Regions from separate parts of the Anas platyrhynchos genome. Here region 1 is linked to region 2. A link is a contact called in public Hi-C data. All regions are on one chromosome and are shown on one strand. Each heading gives the region's core, a stretch centred on a gene start, on an enhancer-like site or on the middle of the called end of the contact. The rest is flanking DNA. Distances are from core to core; before and after follow the strand shown. Region 1 holds the start of RNGTT (RNA guanylyltransferase and 5'-phosphatase). Region 2 holds the start of UBE2J1 (ubiquitin conjugating enzyme E2 J1).

Region 1 (5,965 bases), core at 1,606-4,105, 160 kb before region 2:
TGTACAGCAGCTTGAAAATCCTCCTTCCTAGCACACAGATAAGCCCCTCTCAGTGTCATTAAGCTGCAGAAAATCTAAGCTCTAATGCAAGGAAAAAAATCTAAACTTTCCTAGTAATATGGGAACTGTAAGGCAGTAGCTACAGTTTCTGCTACAGATCACACTAAAGAAGAGTTGCAAACAGTTACTACTTCAACACTCCTTCAGCCTTCATGCATAAGGATTAGAAAATTAAATAAGCAATTCCTTATATATTGAACGAGATGAACTGACAGTAGCAAGGTAATACCTTACACGAACATCAAAGCACCCAAAATCATTAGTGTAACTAAACTAAACTACAATAATAAATTATAATTCCTTGATTGAATTCTCACACTTCAAAACATAACCAGAACCCTGACTTACCTTACCACCTACTACCACGATTAATTTCAAATTTGGCAAATAGTTTTGGAAAGTGGATATTAAAGACCATTTTCCAAATCAGAGCTGCCTGTGTGAAAGATTGAAGATTAGTATTTTATTTTTTTTTTTACCTGTTTTTAATCCTAAATAAATCTAAACATAAGTCAGTATGTCAGACATACTGTGTGGACATCAAGTGGATAACTCTGAGAGAAATCAAAGTGAATAATTTAAGAATTCAAATTTCCTGAATACACATTCACGTTTAGACACATTTTTCATCTTTTCTTAAAGGTTTTATCTAGAGCATGCCAGTGAAAAAGCTACCCGTAACGTAGCCTAATTTTTTGTGACATGAAGCTATTAATTCAGAACGTGGCAGGAGCCACGAATAATTTATGACCACGGTTATGTTTAGACTGAACATTGATTAGGAAGGTTAAACACAAGGGAAAGTGACCAAGGTTCAGCAAGGGGAACTTCAGTAAGATGAAATAGTAAAATCTGCAATAAAAAAAAAAAAAAAGTAAGTCTTATGCCTCAAGAACAACTACAGTGGGTCAAAGCACCCACTACACTTTGTATCTCATCACCAAATCAGGTCAATAACAGATGCCTAGGAAAGAATATAAAACAACCACAACCCATCAGCAGATCACAAGTGGATAGATGAGCAGCTTTCTGAACCTGAGGTGTAATCTCCACATGTAACAGAGATTTTTTTAATAATAACTGGCAGTTCTGCAACTAATGGGAACCAATTAGACATTGCCAAAACGCTTCTCATGTCTGTTCCTTAATATCTTGCTCACACTCTCTATGGCAGAGAGAAAACAGACCTGACTTTGGGGGCCACACAGGGCAGGCACCTGCAAAGACAGAGATGTGAAGGCTGAAGCAACCCTAACTTCAGTTCTGAGTTCAGAGAAAGCTTTTTGTCAAGTGACTGAGCTGCTGCCACAATACAGCATGGCATGAAAATGTTCCATAAAATCGGTGGCAGCAGAACGCCACCACTTAAAGAAGTAAACTGGACAACAGAGGGAGGCATAGACCCACTCGCTTCATTCAGAAGGAACCTACATGAACCCCATCTTGGCCAGCAGAAGAGCTCCAGACCTCACTAGCTCTTGTAATAGAGATCACCTAAAAATTATAGATGCCACAGTCATAAGACAAGAGGGGAATGATCAAACACTTGATGAATATCAGGTCCTCAGAAGCCAGACAAACCTTGCTGAGCAACATCACGACTATTATACCGTCTAATTGGAAGCCATGCACAGATGCGTACAGATTTGTTTGAAATGCTGATTAAAACTGGAATATAAAACATCTGGCAGACAATTTTAAAATTCATTCTTGTTGCTTATGCACCACTAAAATAGTAAGATGTGTTTGAATGTGCAGTAACAGAAGAGCAGAGAAGACTGATGGTATACTATGACTTTTGATTAAGTTGCACACACACAAAAAACACACTAAAAATTAAGTGAACTAATATAAGAATGTATTGTGATAAAGAAGCCAAAGAAATGAACTTTTTATGTGTGTGTGTGCAGTAATTCTTTGTGTACGACCACAGTGAGCAGGAAAGTTACCTCGCAGCTACTGAATGAGCAAAGACACAGGCAGTCACTGCACAGCAGATGCCATGCTGATGGACCACGTTCTGGCTTAATGGATGCCAAATTTTTGGAGCAGCCACGGCTTAAGAAACAAACAAAACCGACAACTCCTAGAGATCAAGAGCTTGCTGAGAAGAAAGGGAGTAAAGATTCGTTAGTCTATTTTTGTCACGGTCAAAGGTTGACAACTCACAGTACCATAATTATTACTAGATAGAAGGCAATACAGCGATCAGAGGAAAAAAAAGGGGGAGATAAGGGAGATAAGAAGATAACAGTGTTATTTAATAAAGCCGAGCTTGGAGAAATACGAAGAACTTGAGGGAAACCAGTGACACTAGATGAGGCACTAAAACGCTCATAAATCCCAAATAAAGCATGTTCCTGGCGAGACTGAGCCTACTGGGGGGTCCGACTGGGTTTGGGATAAGCCTACAAGCAGCTGTCAGCGGCAACAAGAAGGGCAGGTGCTGGGGCGGCAGGGCCGAGCTGTGAGGTCGCTGCCACCCCCTCCCCACGGCCTCCCCGAGGGGTCCGGGCCCTGTGGCGAGGCCGAGGGGCCGGGGGGGGGGGGGTCCCAAAAGGGCCGGGCCGGGCGCTCACCTGCCACGGGCTGCCCCCTCCTGGGGCAGTGGAGCCAGCGCGGCGGGATCTTGTTGTAGGACATGGCGGGGGCAGGGGGTCGGGGACGGGGATGGGGTCGGGGTTAGGGGGCGGTGGGTGCCGGGTGCCGGGTGCGGGCCCGCGGCGCTCAGCGGCGCCCCCGGCCCCGGGCCCGCGGCGCCTTCATTCAGAGCCGGCCCCGCCTCGGCCCCGGCGCCGCTTCCGCTTCCGGGGGTGGCCGTGAGGGGAGAGGGGGGAGCCGGTCCCGAGGGCCCCGCAGGGATCCCTCAGGGCTGGTCTGCCCGCTAAAGTTGTAATAAAAGCACGCCTCGGTCAGCTTTCACCCCACACGGGATAATAAAGAGATGTATCAGTCCGCCTTAACCCCAAAAATAACAATAAAATGACATATCACTCCCCCTTAACTCCAAAAATAATAGTAAAATACACATCAGTCTCCCTTAGCTTCAAAAATAATAGTAATAAAAAGGCATATCAGTCTCCACTTCAAAAATAATAATAAAAGACATACTGGTCACCCTTCACTCTGAAAATGATAATAAATAGACATACCAGTCTCGCTTAGTTCCAGAAATAATAATAAAAGACATAGTGGTCACCCCTAACTCTGAAAATGGTGATAAATAGACATACCGGCCTCCCTTAGCTCCAAAAATAATAATAAAAAGGCACACTGGGGCTGGAGGTTCCCTGTGGAGAGTGGGGGATGTGTTGCGCCCAGTGGCCAGCCCAGGGCTGCTTGGTCCACGAAAGAGACATGGCCAAGACAAGATCACCGACATGGCCAGGATCAGCCCCACAAAGGGGATGTGATAAACTGTCCCCAGCTCCTCCAGCAGGGCTGTGGGGACGGGGAGGAACAGCCTGCAGCGGCTCTCCTGGCAATGTGTGGGCACGGCTCGTGCAACACAAGCTGGAGCGCCAGCAAAGGCTGTCGTGTGTGCAGAAAGGCTTGCGTGGGCTTCAGGGGAGGCCGGGCATGTTGTTGGAAAGAAAAGGGAAATGAGGGTTGCCAAAGCAGGATGCACCAGGCCAGGAAATGTCCTGAGCTGCACGCAAATGGAGCATCGGGGAAACGGGAGGTGCCGCTGCACCAGGCCTTCAGGCACGGCCAGAAAGATCACGCCTGTGACTATGTGCACATAACAAGAGCTATGTTTCTGCACAAACACCAGCAAAACCTCCCCGTGGCCATAAAGCAGTCTGCTTACATCCTCAAACAAACAAACAAAAAGCCATTTAAGGTGGTTTCAGTGAAGCATAACTTATTTTCCATTAAATACATTTCAGTGCTTCATACATGTTTCCTGCTGCATTTTAGTACTCTAGATTTGATTAGATAGAGTTTCTTCCCTACAATATCCTCTCATTGAGGATAATTTACAAACTCTCCCTTGAGTTAAATCGAGTAATTGAGGTATCAGTGAATTAGTTTGTGTAGCAGTCACTATGTTCTCATGCTATGTTACAAGTTTCTGAATTTGTTATTAATATATATAACTATATATTAATCTTATAATTCTTGTCAGAATTGAAACAGCCTCGCTGCACTGAAAGACCATTGGTCTGAACTTTTGGGTAGACCTGTGCGGTGTCAAGAGTTGGACTTGATGATCCTTAAGGGTCCCTTCCAACTCAGGATATTCTATGATTCTATGACCATTTATTTCTATTATTTTCCTTAACAGTTCAACACACGTCCATTAAAACATTCCTGCGTGATGCTTGAAATCAGATGTTGATTTTCCCTGTGCAGAACAAGCAGCAGTCAGGCACCAGGTGGTGCCAGAGACCAGCCGGAACAGAAAGCGAAACGAGTGCAGGGAGCGTTCAAGAAGCCAAGAGCAACCAACCCCAAGTGTCCCAGTTTCTGCTTTCAGTACACTACCGTCACCAGCACGTCAAAATTAGGAACGAAACCATTTTCAGAGGTGCAGAGTAGTACAAAAATATCTCATGAATGAGCAATAATCTATTCTCATCATCTAGCTGTAAGGTTCTGATACGGTTTTTAAAACAGCTGCAGAGAGCAAAGCTACTTTCATGTAAAGAGGTGTAGTTAAACTGGGAGTATATGTACATGTTTTTATTCAGCAACGCACAAGGCAAATAAAATATTTGAAATTTTCAACATAAGGTAGAGAGTTTAGCTAAAATGAGCTTCACCAGACAGCACTCAGCGTTTAACCTCCTGCTGGCTGAGCAGGGTTCAGGGCATCCCTCTGGCAAACAGCGTAATGCACGTAGCCATTTGGGGTCGGACCCAATGATCTCTTGAGGTCCCTTCCAACCCCTACAATTCTTTGATTCTGTGATTCAGCTGAGCACCTTCACCACGCTATCGAGCTTTATTTGCCACCTACCATCTTGCTCCACATCACGTACCAAGAACAATGACTGTGATGCCTGTTTGAGAATGAGAAAGGTGTTTCTTGGAGAGAGAGAGAAGGTTGTTTCCATCTTTTCCACAAAATGGTGTCACAGCCAGTATTCAGCACGATGACTGTCTGCTGATGTTCTGTTTCCAGTTAGTGTAAAATCCATCTAGATTTTAACAGTAAATATGCTATAACTGTGACCTGAAATGGCAGGTTACTTACAGCTCATGGATGGACATCTTACATATTCTGCAAATGTAATTTACACTGGACTCTGACATGTTAGACACTCTGAAACAATTTACACAGGCACAGGTTGATGGTTTGTGTGTTGCATCAATAGCTTTATTTGTGAACAGCCGTATTTTCCTGCCTGAGTTTGTAGTTAAGAACACTTTTTCCTGATGTACCAGCAGAGGGCACCGAGTTCCCAGATATTCCACGTGGCTTTCAAAAGCCTGCACTTGCTGTGTTTGAACAGGAAAATCAGGTGAATGTAGTGGTTCTTTCAGGGATTGCTTTGAAAAAAAAAAAATAATAATTAATTTAAAAAAAAAAAATTACAAGTGTTTTAATAGTCTGTGATATAACATTCCCTCAGCGCTTCTCTGTATACCAATTCTTTTTTATCTAGAGGTATTCAAATTCCTGTACCTTCACTGGTTTCTGCTCACCAATTTAAATCCTTTTCCTGGCAGAGCAGACGCTATGGTCAAAATGATTTTTCTGGGATGAGGTTCATCCCTTGTACCATGGCTTTGTTGACTCCTCTGATGATTTTAGTTCAGCTGCACTGTTTCTGGTAGTGGAGAGCTGCGTTTTTGTTCTCCCATGAGTTGAGAAAAAAGATTAAAAAAAAAAAAAGACACAAAAAACCACACTTTAAATCTTTTTCCTAGTTACAAACCGAACATTTAATCCAAATTG
Region 2 (6,473 bases), core at 1,300-3,799:
TTGCTACAAAAGCATGACTACAAGATTTGGGGTCTGCCTCGTGGCAGCCTGAGGGTCACAGCGTTTGAAAAAAGCCAAGCGCTTATTCCAAGTAGGTGTCTTATAAATTTCAGCAACAGGGCTGTTCCTGAAGCATGGCGAGCATGAAGTCTGTGCTGTGGTCAGCCGAGCTTTAATACTGCTGGGAGAGGTTTATCGGCCATACGGTAGCAGGCCGTATACATTGACTAATCCATTGCGGAATCCTAAAGACAGAAAACAGCTTGCCCTTTTAGAAGTGCCAAGAATAGAAATAAAAATATGAAGCAAAACCTTAAAAAGCTTTGCCTTGCTGAAGCAATACAAAGACCCCTGAAGCACAGCGTGTGAAATTCTTCCTCTTCCAAAAATTAATGGTGAGAGGAGAGAGTTTCAGGTGAATGTCTCTGTACCCCCTTGCCCTAACAGGGTGACCGAGAGAAGCCAGCACCCCAAACCCAGACCCTCAGTGGTCATACCACACGACTCTGGATAAGGCAGAAGTGCCAGAGCAGCCACAGCGCTCATCAGAGAGGCAGCAGGTGGGGAACAACTCAATTCGCCTCATGGAGAGACACCACCTTGTAGATGCGCTGGGATGAGCTAACATCTACTGGAGAAACCCTGATAAGGAAGGAGATGAATATATGGCCTAGCAGCAGCCAGCAGCAGGACAAAGCTGCGTAGCAATGGTGCTCTTAATGTAGTCTATCTGGAAGCATATTTGTTCACAAACCCAGTCTAGCACACCTACTCGCAGAAGAGGTGCCCACGCAGCCACGTTATCATCACTGACGAACTTCGGCTCGTGTCACAGCTTTACAGCAGAATCTGGCTTCAGAAGATTGACAAAAGCACAGGTTTCTGCTAACAAAGTTTTCCTATTTAAACTGCTTTTCTCTAATTGTACTCATTTTTTTAAAAAACTACCATAATTGTTAAAGTACCATACTAAATGCTAAACATTGTAGGTGGTATTTGCTCTCTTTAGAACTACTGAGCAGGCAGTAGTCACCATCTGGAATCAGAGTTTGCTCAAGTCCAGAAGATTTCAACAGGCAAAGCCTCTCCTGCAGGTACAGAGCAGTTACTTTCTGTCACTGTTTGAAATGGTAAACACGGTGGATTTGTTATTAAGTATTTCAGTATGTTTACATTAATTAAAGCCACCGTAAGATTAGGGCATTCTACATTTCTATCTTCAGCCTTCGGTTGAATGGGCAAGTATAAAAATGGATATTAGAATGCACATTTAACCATAACAAATCTGTAAAACAGATAGAAAGATTAAGTAACTGCATACGCGTGTATACCTGGTTAGCAAAAAGAAGTGGTAGGCTAAGGGCAACGGCTGTGTACAACCCAGTCAACTCATTTTAAAGGCCAATAACAGTTGAAGAAACAAGATTTATTCTGAATCTTTTGGGTACTGAATACCTTTTTCCTGTATTTTTAATGAAAGACTCCAACATATTAAGTGAATATTGAAGTGTTTTACAAAACAAACTTTGTATAGACTTCATGTAGACCTTCACTGTCCATATGCCACGGAGCACATCTGACTCGGGGAAGTGGTATTGACCCACTGTATGAATCATTTGCCTGTCCCAAGCGAGGTTTGTTTGCTGTGGAGCTGCACAGGTGGCAAAAATTGATTTCAGCAAAGGGATTTTTGCCTTGAAAACCAGAGGAGCTGGTACCAGCGGAGAGGAAAAATTCTCCCCAAGGAACCCACGCGTGGGTTGTGCCCAGCTCCCACAGGCACACCACCCAGGTCACCGCCACCATCCCCAGTGACGTGGCACACCAGGGGTGGTGAGGGTGTTTGGGTGGCCTTGGCAGCTCCCACAGCCAACATGCCCAGCATGTGGGAGGCAGGGAAGGGGGCACCGAGCCTTCCCCTGGGCACAGTGCGGTGCTGGATACACGCGAGGAGAGCACCGCTCGCTCTGCGCTCCCCATCGCCCAGTTATGCAACCTGGGCGTGAGGACGAGGAGAAAGAGGAGGAGGAGGAAGAAGAGGAAGAGGGAGGGGGCAGAAGACACACTTTAGCAACAGGTCGGCCACCCGGGAGCTTGCTGTGCCAGCAAGCCTGCCATTGACACCGGCCTAGCCCCTCCCCGCCTCGCAGCGCGGCGGCAGGGCTGCGGGACGGAGCCGCCAGCACCTGCAGCGGGCAGGGGGAGCACGGGCAGAGCCCGGCCCCACAGCACCGGGCTGCTGGGCCGAGCCGAGCCGAGCCGAGCCGGGAGAGGAGATAAAGGAGAGGAGATAAAGGAGAGGAGGCGGCTGCGGCACGGCCCCAGCTCCCCCCCAAGCCCTTCGGGCGGTCCCTGCTGCGCTGCCCGCGGCCTTACCGGGGTTCTTGAGGTTGTAGCGGCCCTCCATGGCGGCGGGCAGCGCGGCGCCGGCAGCGGGGGACGAGCGACGAGGAGGAGGAGGAGGAGGAGGAGAAGGAGGGACGGGAGGAGGAGGAGGAGGAGGAGGAAGGCAGAGCCCGGCCCCGGGAAACTCCCCTGACGTGGCAGCGGCCCCGCCGTGGCCGCGGAGGGAGGCACCTGCCTCAGCAGCACCGCCCCCGGGCTGCGGCCATAGCGCCTGGTGTTTGTTTTTTTGTTGTTTTGTTTTTGTTTTTATTCCTCTGGAAGGAAGGTAGAGGGAGGTGGCATCCCTGAGGTGGCACAGGGGTGTTGAAGGAGAGGCTGGACGTGGTGCTTGGGGACACGGTCAGTGGGTGATAGTGGTGGTGGAGCAGGGGATCTCGGAGGTCTCCTCCGACCCTAATGGCTGTAAGGAGCCCGAGGACCTCATATCAAGAGCAGAGTGGTTTAAAAAACACTTCCAGCCCTCACAGGCCCCACCGACGCCTCATCCAAAAAGATTTAGCTGTAAGATTTACTATCACCACGTTTTCTTGCTTATCACACAAGGCTAAAATAGTGCCACGCACCAATTAGTTTAGGCAAGAATTACCAGTCAAAGCAAAGCTCGGCCTGATGGGCAGATCCCCCTTACCATGTCACGAGGCCAAAGGAATTTTTTTATTTGCATCTACAATTTTGGTCTCTCTGCTGCTTGGTAACAGCCACAATCCACTTGGGATAGCACTTGTAACAACTTACAGCTAAGGAAATGCATACCAAATTAAAGAGTTCGTGTTCTCAGCAGTCTCAGTTTCACTTTAATTCACTGCGAATGAAGAAACATGTCTGAGCTCTTACATGCTTGTCTTCAACAACATGAGCTTGACACCCTTGTTTCTAGTTCAGAAATTCTCCTTAATTTTGTCTAGGCCACTTTTATATCCCTTTCTTCCACGTGAAACTAATTTTTGGTGCATTTTGATGTCTTAGTTCTCTTTTCCAATTTCCTTCTTTGCTTGAACAGCAACAAAAAGCAGTTGTAAACAAAAAAAAAAAAGTTGCATACAGATGATGCAGAGAATAATACACAGTTGCACACCTCCTCATGTTCTCAGCATTGCAAAATAAGGTGTTACACTTCCCTTTCCTGTTCTATTGTGCAGTGACATTGTGGTAAGAGCAAAAAATTAAAAAAAAGTAACCTGACTCCATCTTACTGAGTAAGTGCATTTTCAAAAGGGAAATGTGAACTTCCTTTTTACAGGGGAAAACTCTACAAATAACGAGTAAATGACGTGTAGCAGAAGGGAAGGAATGGCTTTGGGATTCCCTTGTACTCCAAAAGCACCCCATGGGATATTTAACAGCCAACATGTCTCGGTGACATCTCAGCTTTTCTCATTAACAACAGCTGACACAACTTCCTGAGACAGTGAGCTGAATGCCCTGGGTGTCACGTTTGGGAACCATTTTGATCATTTCTAGCTGTTACGTCCCGTCTTTCCTCACTTGTCCGAGCCACCTTGCTGTGCAGCAGGGACTCTGGGACTCTCTGGGACTAAATCTTGCCCTGCCTCAAAGCAGCAGTAGTATTTTGCACTCAGAAATCTGGAATTCTATGTAAAAAGAATTCGGGATCTGCTTTGATAGGAAGTATTTCAAATAATGGCACAATAATGTGAATAATGGCATCAATCGAGGAGTGATACATCCTAGAGCAATATATAGAGATTATAGAGATATATACCAGAGCAATACAGAGTTCAGCTTTCTCTCCTGGGCTCTGGTTTTTGGGCTCTGGTTTTGAATCTGGCAGCGATGTAATTTCATATATTTCGAAAAGGAAGCACCTGTAGCTAACATGAAACAGGGTTTTTTAGCCAAAAATAGAAACACAGTCACTGTGACTACATAGCAGCTAAACACTATTGAAAATAAGCTGAATAGACAAACGTGAAGTAACAGAAATTCACTGACGGGTTGTATGTTTTTTCCATTTAATTAAGTGACATCACGGCCTGTTCTGGCGCTGGGCAATCACGTGAAATCCCACAGAGCCAGCAGCAGGAGACTGCTTTTATTTCCAGACATATTACACAGCTAGCAGTCTGGAATGACAGACAATGAATGCTGCCAGGTGCCACGGTTTTGAAATCCCCGATACCTGCGAGGCGGTGTTGTAACTCAGTGCACGGACAGAAATCTGGGGCTTAGCTCCCCAGCTGCTGGTGACAGACTGGGAGCAAGCAGTGCAGGGCTCTGGCACACTCAGTGTTGCCAACGCAGAGTCAGCTTCCCTCCTCTTCCTTCATGTGACCACCAATGCCCTGTCTCGGTTTGGGTTTGTGTTTTCACCTCCCTTTTGTTTAGGCTTTTGCTTGGAGGGGCCATTTTGTTCTGGAACATTTTTTCTTAAAACAAAACGCCAAATATAGTAGCAAAACTGCAGTCGAATCCCACGCGCTAACAGCACTTCGCATAAGGCAGCTTGTATATCCTGTCAGATGATCTAACTTGGTGAAAAATTAAACATGCTCAGCTGAAGCGTATGGAAACTGAAAGTTTGCCTGACCACTGCTACGACAAATATTTCCATATTTAATACTGCGCTAAATCCTTGCAGACAGATTTTATACAACCCTCACCAAACCGGTTGCAGAACAGCTAGAATAATCAGCTTTGACAAGTCAATATATTAAAAACTGCTTGGCTTCAGTAAATCCTTACAGTGAGGCACGCCCTCAGTTTGACAAAAGAACCGCCACTGATTTCTAAGATGTATTTAATTTCTAGTTTCTAAGAAAAATGTTTTTGCTCATGTTTCTAAGTACTTTTCTGCAGCTGTGAAGTACTGAACTGTTTTTCTTTTGGAAGAAAGATGCTGAGATGACCACCTAGCTTCAGAGCAAAGGAACATACCCTTCTGTTGCAAAAGATGCTACAGCATTAACGACAATCATAACACATGATAAAAGGCATAGTTCTTCAAATGCACCCATTCTTACCCTGAAAGAAAGAGCGTAAATGTGGGCAGAATCAACCTGGATAACTGCAGATGATGGATGAACATTTCTGAGACTACCAGAGGCTCGTTGAATGGACAGTGGAGAGAACCAGGAACATCTATAGCTCAGTTAATCCGACCAGAAACAGATGTTAGATGTTGATCCAGTGAGTAACACGTTAAAAGTTAATGGAACCGGGGTTCTTTGCATTACACAAAGGAGGCTTAGGCAGCCTAATGCTATAGTTAGGTATTTTCACATGTATGCATAGCTGTATATGATATATATAGCTCCCTATATCTGATACAAATGCATTTCCCTTCAGTTTAGAAGAATTACAAACATTTAACTTATTTTTAACAGTAGGACTCCTGCTGAACTAACGTTAAAGGGCCAAGAAGAGAGTTCAGCAACTTGGGATGGGGATCACAAAGTTCTGCATGCGGAGTTGGGGGAAGATGGACTCCAAGAAGTGTGAGTTACTCCTGATGTCTCTCTCTGTTGTAGTTTCTTGTAGATCTTAGGGAATTAACTGGCTAATATGGCGTTAAACTATTATTCATTTATCTGTGCAGGCCATGTAACTGTGTGAGGTAAGCTATATTTCAAAGGCGTATACTGCACATTAATTGAATGTTTAAAGCCAGTTCGTAGTGGTTTTTATATGCTTTGTATGCTACCTCATAAATTCAGCTACAAATCATTTCTTCTAAAGAAAGCCTGAGATCACAGAGGAAAATACAATAGTCCTTTGTGTGAAGCATTCATACCCTTCTTTCACAAACTCTCAAAATGTAGACTAGTTTGCTTCATTTATAATGCTACCCCTTCGATGCAGACAGTTGGCTGCAGAATCAAACACTAATGGAATTAAGGAATATAATATTCCTGTGTCTGCCTTAACAGTGGGAACTGCTATGACTCACTTGGAGGAGAAATCATCATTGTGCTCCTTGATGACTAATACAGCCTTAGCTTTGTGCTCCTTGATGACTAATACAGCCTTAGCTTTTAAATCCTTTCCGTGAATTCGGACCTGGTAAATCGGGATACCAGTGCACCTCCTCCTCGCTGATAAAACGAGCG

Evidence for each region. A called contact is a pair of places that touch in the nucleus more often than the background predicts.
Region 1: a contact with region 2 is called in a Hi-C map of skeletal muscle, with 2.0 times the contacts expected there. The contact joins the promoter of RNGTT here to the promoter of UBE2J1 in region 2. A contact is called at or near these places in 2 of 8 Hi-C or Micro-C datasets (skeletal muscle and subcutaneous adipose tissue).

The regions. Positions count from the first base shown.
Region 1 is chr3:82,706,027-82,711,991 of IASCAAS_PekinDuck_T2T, reverse strand. RNGTT (RNA guanylyltransferase and 5'-phosphatase) reads right to left here and starts at 2,855. Exons shown (of 16, transcript XM_027454920.3): 1 at 2,640-2,855. The coding sequence starts at 2,703. LOC106014820 (a long non-coding RNA gene) reads right to left here. Exons shown (of 3, transcript XR_011808465.1): 2 at 5,713-5,864; 3 at 4,267-5,556.
Region 2 is chr3:82,545,663-82,552,135 of IASCAAS_PekinDuck_T2T, reverse strand. UBE2J1 (ubiquitin conjugating enzyme E2 J1) reads right to left here and starts at 2,549. Exons shown (of 8, transcript XM_027454909.3): 1 at 2,377-2,549. The coding sequence starts at 2,407.